2 separate regions of the Sus scrofa genome follow, and region 2 is linked to region 1. Evidence: chromatin contacts called from public HiChIP or PLAC-seq data. All regions are on one chromosome and are shown on one strand. Each heading gives the region's core, a stretch centred on a gene start, on an enhancer-like site or on the middle of the called end of the contact. The rest is flanking DNA. Distances are from core to core; before and after follow the strand shown.

Region 1 (3,143 bases), core at 242-2,741:
GCCTCCTGTCTGTTGGGGCGCCTTCAGTTCCTTCCATCCTGACTTTCAAGAAATATTTCAAAAGACACTAAATAGAAACTGAAGGGAAAACAGCATATCCTGTAATAAAAATATGAAAACAAAGAAATGCGTGCGTTTACTGAACAGAAATCTCTCATCTGAGCAAAGCAGGATCACTCACTGACACCCAGAGGCCTTGGAGGTTATAGCGAGCCACTGACAGCCCTGCTGCAGTTCAAACGTGCAAATTACCTGATCCCAAACTGGCTCCTTGTAGAAGTGTAGACATTTCCCTTGATCCCACTCTGATTGGGCCTGGGGACAGGGTATTAAGTTTATATTACAGAATATCTTTGACTGGAGAGAATATGCAGAACAAAATATATTTTTTCAAAAGGAGGCATAAGATGGAAGACAGAAAAGCTGAGAAATACTATTCTAGCAACTTGGAACCCCCCCCCCCCCCGTTTTCCAAGGCAGGGCGGCAGAGAAGGAAATGAAAGGAGAAAGCTTGAGTAGAGTGAGAATAAGTCGCAGAGGGGCCAGCATTTGGTGAGTATAAATATTTGTGTTTTCTTGGCTTGTTACTGCATTTACCTTCAAATGTTTCAAGATGGGCTTTTGGCGACCTTTCATCCAGGTTCAGTGTTCTAAGAGGAGCATAGAAACGGTGACCTGATTTGAAAAAGCAGGGAGAACGTTTTCATGTGGGGAGCAGCAAACTTCTGGGTCATGGTGGAGCAGTTCGGACCAGCTACATCCCGCTTCCACCTATTTCGCACTCTTAGCCAAATCCTTCTACAACCCAAAGGCCAGCCCACTGAGACCCAGGGGATTCAGTGTTTGGCAGAAACAAAGAGTCCTTCCGGATTCTGTTTCTCTGAGGCGGGCCACGAGCTCTCAGAGCTCTCAGCCCATTTGTAGAGGCGAGATGATGGACATCCCTTGAGTCCAACGAGCTTCGAGCTATTTCTGGGTGGGGGCATCCAGTCAGTGGATGGCCCTCTAAACGCATTAGCCCCCTCCTAACCCACAAACCTCGGCCGAACCGAAGGCTAATCTATGAAAAAGCAACAATAACCGTCCAGAGACGGAGAAAATGATCTGCGTTCCGAAAGGGGAGCCCCTCTCCGCCAGGTCCCTCCTGTATCATAACCCTGCTGTTTCCCACACGCAAACAGCACTGTTTTGTGAATTCGCCTCTGGGGAACAATGGTGTCCACTCAGCCCCATACCCGGGTTTTCCCTTCCCCAGCTCCCACCTCGGCTAGGGGCCTCCCTGCGCCTGCCCCGGCTCGGCCCAGCACCCCGCACGCCGCCTGCAGCTCCGGTTCTACTTTCACTTTCGGTCCCTGTGCCGGCAAGGGCAGGGCAGGCTGCAGAGGAGCAAGGGCCAGCCAGCGTGGTCCGGAGCCCCAGGTACAGGGAGCCCCTCCCCAGTGCGCTCCGCTGGGAGGGGGCTACAGGGCTGGGCAAGGGCATGACCTGGGCATCCTCTCTGAGGGGGGAGGCCCCGGGGGCCTGGAGCAAGGGGAGGAGGAGGACCAGGAGGCTGCGTCTCGTGTGGCCTGGGGATCTGGGGATCGAGTCCACAGGGAGGGTGGCGTCCACAGGTAAGGTGGCGGGGTTGGCGCCAGCCCAGTACCGCTGCTGTCCTTGTCCCTCTTTTCTACTGGGAGATGGCCAGGAGCGCAGGGCCGGTGGTGGTCTTGCTCCACTCAGTCCCATGGCCAGGCGGCTGGCAGAAGCCTCCCTCTGCACTCGCTGGAGCCTGGGTTCCTGCCGGCGCCCGGTCCACCTGACACCTGAGTAGGGCCAAGTGGAGGGACCGGTGGACGGACGGTGGGGTTAGGCCAAGGAGGGTACCATGTGGCTAGTAGTCAGAGACTGGAACGCGGCTTTGGTTACTTCCAGGCGCAGGAGTGTTGTGGGAACCTCTGTGAGTGTCCTCAAGATCGTTTCTCTCCTTGCTTCTCCTGTACTTCTTGCCAGCAGTTTTCTGTCCTCACTTTGGCTCTGGCGCCGCCAGGGTTTATTCAGAGTTAAAACACTCCTGTTTGAGCAAATTAAAATTTCCGCTTTGGGTGCCTTTCTCACCAGTTGGACCTGCAAGTTAATTTCATAAGAAGGAGGAAGTGCAGACACTTCCTCACCCTTTTCATGGAGTTGTTTGTTTGTTTGTTTGTTTGAGGCCACATTCAGAAAGAATGCTTTGTTTTCTATTAAATGCACAGAATATTTGCTCTCAACTCAGGATGCGGTCAATAATTTCAAAAAATACTTCTAAAAATTGGCCAGCATTGTCTCTTTTTCCAAGACGTTGTAACTGTACTGTAGCACATTTTCAGGTGGGTCTAAATAGAAAAAAATTCCACTGTGTTAAATATCGAATTAATTCAACATCTGTATCATTTACCAGCAGTGACATGCTGTTATTAGGGCTTGTTAATTTCATTGTTCAGAGCATGTTGGAAGAAGGTCCTGTTGATGATGAATTTCACATCCCATAGTGTCCCAATAAAGGGAAGGTGACATAGCCCAGGATGAGTTGCCCCTGACTTCTTGTGTGAATGGGAAAAGTCACACTCACCAAAGGCAGTAAGGTTCCTAAAGTGTCTTGAACTCTTCCTGGCTATGAGGTAAGTTAAGTACTCCGTTACTGCCACATTTTCATCCACATTGATTGTGAAGAAGCTTTTAGTAAGATCAGATGACAAAGGAAGGTACTTTTTGAAACTTTAAAAGAGTGCAGTCAAGTACAGGAAATTCTTTTAAAACTCTTCTCTCTCTGTTCTCAATCTGTGTATATTTAACTGCCTTCTTGATGCTTCCCCTTGGATATCTCTTAGACATCACACATTCAATATATTTAAAACTAAACCTTGATTCCCTCTCCTCTCTTTTAAACCCATTCCACCTCTGGCCTTCCCATTTCAATAAAGGGCACCTATGACCACCCAGATGTTCATTTTAGAAACCTGGCAGCCATCCTGATAGTCCTGTCCTTTCACTCGCCACTTCTAATCCACCGTAAATATGGATGTTGAATATCTCCATCTCTCTGTGTCCCCAGCCCCCTGCCCTGATTTCTGTTGACATCACTCCAATACAAACCACCATCGTACTTACTCTGTCTAGACTAC
Region 2 (3,275 bases), core at 343-2,842, 300 kb before region 1:
ATTTACCCAGTTTAGCTGTGTGTCTCCATGGTTGACCTGTGAGATATAGACTGAGCAAAAGTAAATACTTAACACAGGAATTACAAAAGCTTTTTGAGCAATCTGCCAGATTTCATTTGACTTCTCAAGAAATGCGCTCATTCATGGGTCCGGTGAATTCTCATTCTGTATTCTCAAAACAGAACAAAATCCATTAGTTTTTTTTTTTTCTTTGTTGCAGATGGAAAACTGCAATAGATTAATAAAGTGAAGAACCATGAGAACCACAGTGCTGAAAAAATGATCTTTTAAAAAGTACTAGGTTTCATTTCATAAAATCAGAAGAATGAGACCCTAGCTCTTTTTCTGACATTTACTTTCTCAGGCCTTGGGCAAATCAGTCAGCTGAATTGCATCTTTGATTACTCATTTGTAAAATGAGGAGGAGGAAGGAAGGAAGGACATTAGTCTGCCTCTAAGGTCACACTGAAAGTGAAAAATTCCAGGACTGTGAGAACCCTATCCCTAGATAAGTCCTTTGGAATCATAACTATAATAATAGCAGTGTCCTGGGTATAACATTTGTGTCCAGGGAACTCTGTGGAGTGTCCTTCACAGCAGCCCTGAGATGGCCCTTTATAGCTGAGAAGACTGGGATGGACAGCTTTGTCCACTGCATGCCACCCATGGCCTCGGGTCATGAGTTTTAACTTTTCATTTTCTGTTAATAAATCTTCATAAGAGACTTAAAGCCAATGGACAAAAAGCATGAATATTTTAGAAAAAGTGGGAGGTTCTCAACTTCCTCCCATGTGCACCCAGGTACCTTGCTGTGATCTTGGAGCTTATCCCCCGGGACTTCTTGGCCACATTTTTCGCAGTGAACTTTTCCAAGATGCTTCTGTTGAAAGTGATACCTCAGAGCCGTGCAGCTCACAAAATCACTCCCACAGAGCTCACAGTTGTACAGTTTAAGAGCCCACATCCTTTCCCAGTGATTTAGATCCTGTTGATGCCAAAATAAATAAATAAATAAATAAATAAATAAGCCCTTTGAAGAAAATCTAATTCCTCACTGTTACCTACGATAAAGATAACATTTTCTCTGGTGTGCTAATTTGTGTTCTATCACAGGAATGTTTTCCAGGAAATGTATTCCTCACCAAAATCAAGCATGGTATCATGAAAATATCCATTTACATCAGCTGCTTGTAACCTAAGTTTATAAACATTAAGGAGGCTGTAAAACCAATAAAACAAATGCAAAATTTTGTGTATATATGAATATACATACATTTTTCTAATAAGCGTTTTCAAATGGATCTAAGATCCCAGAGATATTAACTGCTGATTTAGATAGTATCTTCACTCAGGGACTCTCAGAGCCTTTGTTTCTTCCTTTTTTACCACCCAATGAATTCCTATATCTGAGAAAATTATCCTGAGTGATGATTTCTACATATCTTTCAAATTAACTCTCGATTTTTTCAAAGTTAAATAGTTTTTTTTTTTTTTAAAGAAAAGTAGAAGTTTATACCAAGAGACGCAGTCTGGAAGAAGATGTTGGCAAAGTCTAATCTTCAGCTGGCTGCTTCTGAAACTGTTGATTTTCTTGTTGCTAAGTAACTCTACTTGCATTTGTAATAACTTGTTTGAAGCTTAGAGCTCCTTTCTCAGAGGTAAGAATTATGGGATTTGTAGTTACCAGTTTCTAAGCAAGTGGTTACATTACATTTTTCTAAGTATACTCGCAGATTATTTTGCATCTGCTGCTGTAACAGATTGCCACCAACTTTAGTGGCTTAAACATATAAAATTATCATTTTATAGTTCCATAGGCCAGAAGTCTGATGTTGGTCACACCAGACTAAAATCAAAGCATTACTCAGGCTGCATTCCTTTCTGGAGGCTCTGAGTAAGATCTATTTCCTGCTTTTTCCAGCTCCTAAAAGTGACACACATTCCTTGGCTGTTGGCTCCCTTCCTCTGTCTTCAGAGTCTGCAAAAGCAAAAGGGATCCTCTTCACATCCAGCTATTCTGATATCCTCTTCTCTCTCCTTCTTCCACTCTGAAGAACCCTTGTGATTCCATTGGGCACAGCTAGATAATCCAGGATAATCTCCTTTTAAGGTCGGCTATTAACAACCTAAATGCTATCTACAAACTTAATTTTCCTTTGCCATGTAAGGTAACTAATTCAAAGGTTCCAGAGATTAGGATGTGGACATCTTTGGGGGACCATTTTTCACACACTATGTTGTAGTTCTAAGTTTCAATAAGAATTAGAAATGAATCCAAAATGTAACGGTATAAAATGAAAGAAAAGCGAACTGTTTTCACTCCTAACAAACTTCAGTACATCATTGGTTTTGGAGTTTTTGTCAAATTTGAATGATCTGCTACTGAGCAAGTGCTCTTTTCACTGAGAGAGGGTTCACTTCCCCAGCAGTGGGTCCTGTCACATTAGGAATCTGTGAAAGCAATTTAGCAATTTAAGTGGCCAGCTTTTAAAAACAACAAATATGAAAAATATGAATAAAGTGAAAAAGAATACATATATATAGTAGATTCACTACGCTCCACAGCAGAAATTAACACAGCATTTTAAATCGACTATACTTCAACAAAATTTTTAAAAAAGGAAAAAGTCAAATAGGACAAAACTAGAGAATATTGAACATAGCGAAGGTAAATTATGATGCGTGAAACATTTTTACAGCTAAACATATACATTTGTGTACTGGGTTGCACGGTAAAATGCATTTTGTAAGATCTCAGTATCACTAACTTGTTTGTGTAATGTCTTCTCATTGGTGAGCATTAAGTCCTTTCTTTTGTTTTATTTCCCTTTTCCCCATCCTACATTTCCATTCCCTTCCTTGTCCCCCACAGGCAAACATTTAATGCGTCTATTGTATTATCTTTTTTGCTCCATGTATGTTCTTACAAAATGTTCCTTACTTTGGAGGCTTGTTTTTTTTTAATAAGTTATATAAAATTAAACGAATTGAAAAGACACTACCTATACTGGAGTCCATTCTTTTTAATTGCTACAGAGTAATCCATGGTGGTATCTATTACCATACGTATTTACTCTATGTCTTTCTTTGGGTAGAAGTCAAAATGTTTGAAGCCACTAGTCTAGTGCATACATCAGGGATTCATTGGCGAACTCTTGAAACAGCACTGGACGTTTTTTTCATCCAAAGCACACATCTGAATTGTTTGCTCCGTTTTCCTCTTCCTAGCATTAAGATATGGATGTCACTGTTAGCAACCTTGGCCCCACAGGAGG

What was found. HiChIP or PLAC-seq counts read pairs in DNA pulled down with a chosen protein or histone mark.
Region 2: a contact with region 1 is called in an H3K27ac HiChIP or PLAC-seq map of skeletal muscle. The contact joins the promoter of LOC100511185 here to the promoter of ERAP1 in region 1. A contact is called at or near these places in 1 of 5 promoter capture datasets (liver) and 1 of 2 datasets of contacts at active chromatin or transcription factors (skeletal muscle).

Annotation. Positions count from the first base shown.
Region 1 is chr2:103,413,414-103,416,556 of Sscrofa11.1, reverse strand. ERAP1 (endoplasmic reticulum aminopeptidase 1) reads left to right here and starts at 1,491. Exons shown (of 21, transcript XM_021085396.1): 1 at 1,491-1,613.
Region 2 is chr2:103,715,048-103,718,322 of Sscrofa11.1, reverse strand. It overlaps LOC100511185 (2'-5'-oligoadenylate synthase 3-like), which reads right to left and starts at 1,592. Exons shown (of 9, transcript XM_013994999.2): 1 at 1,517-1,592; 2 at 806-985; 3 at 1-50.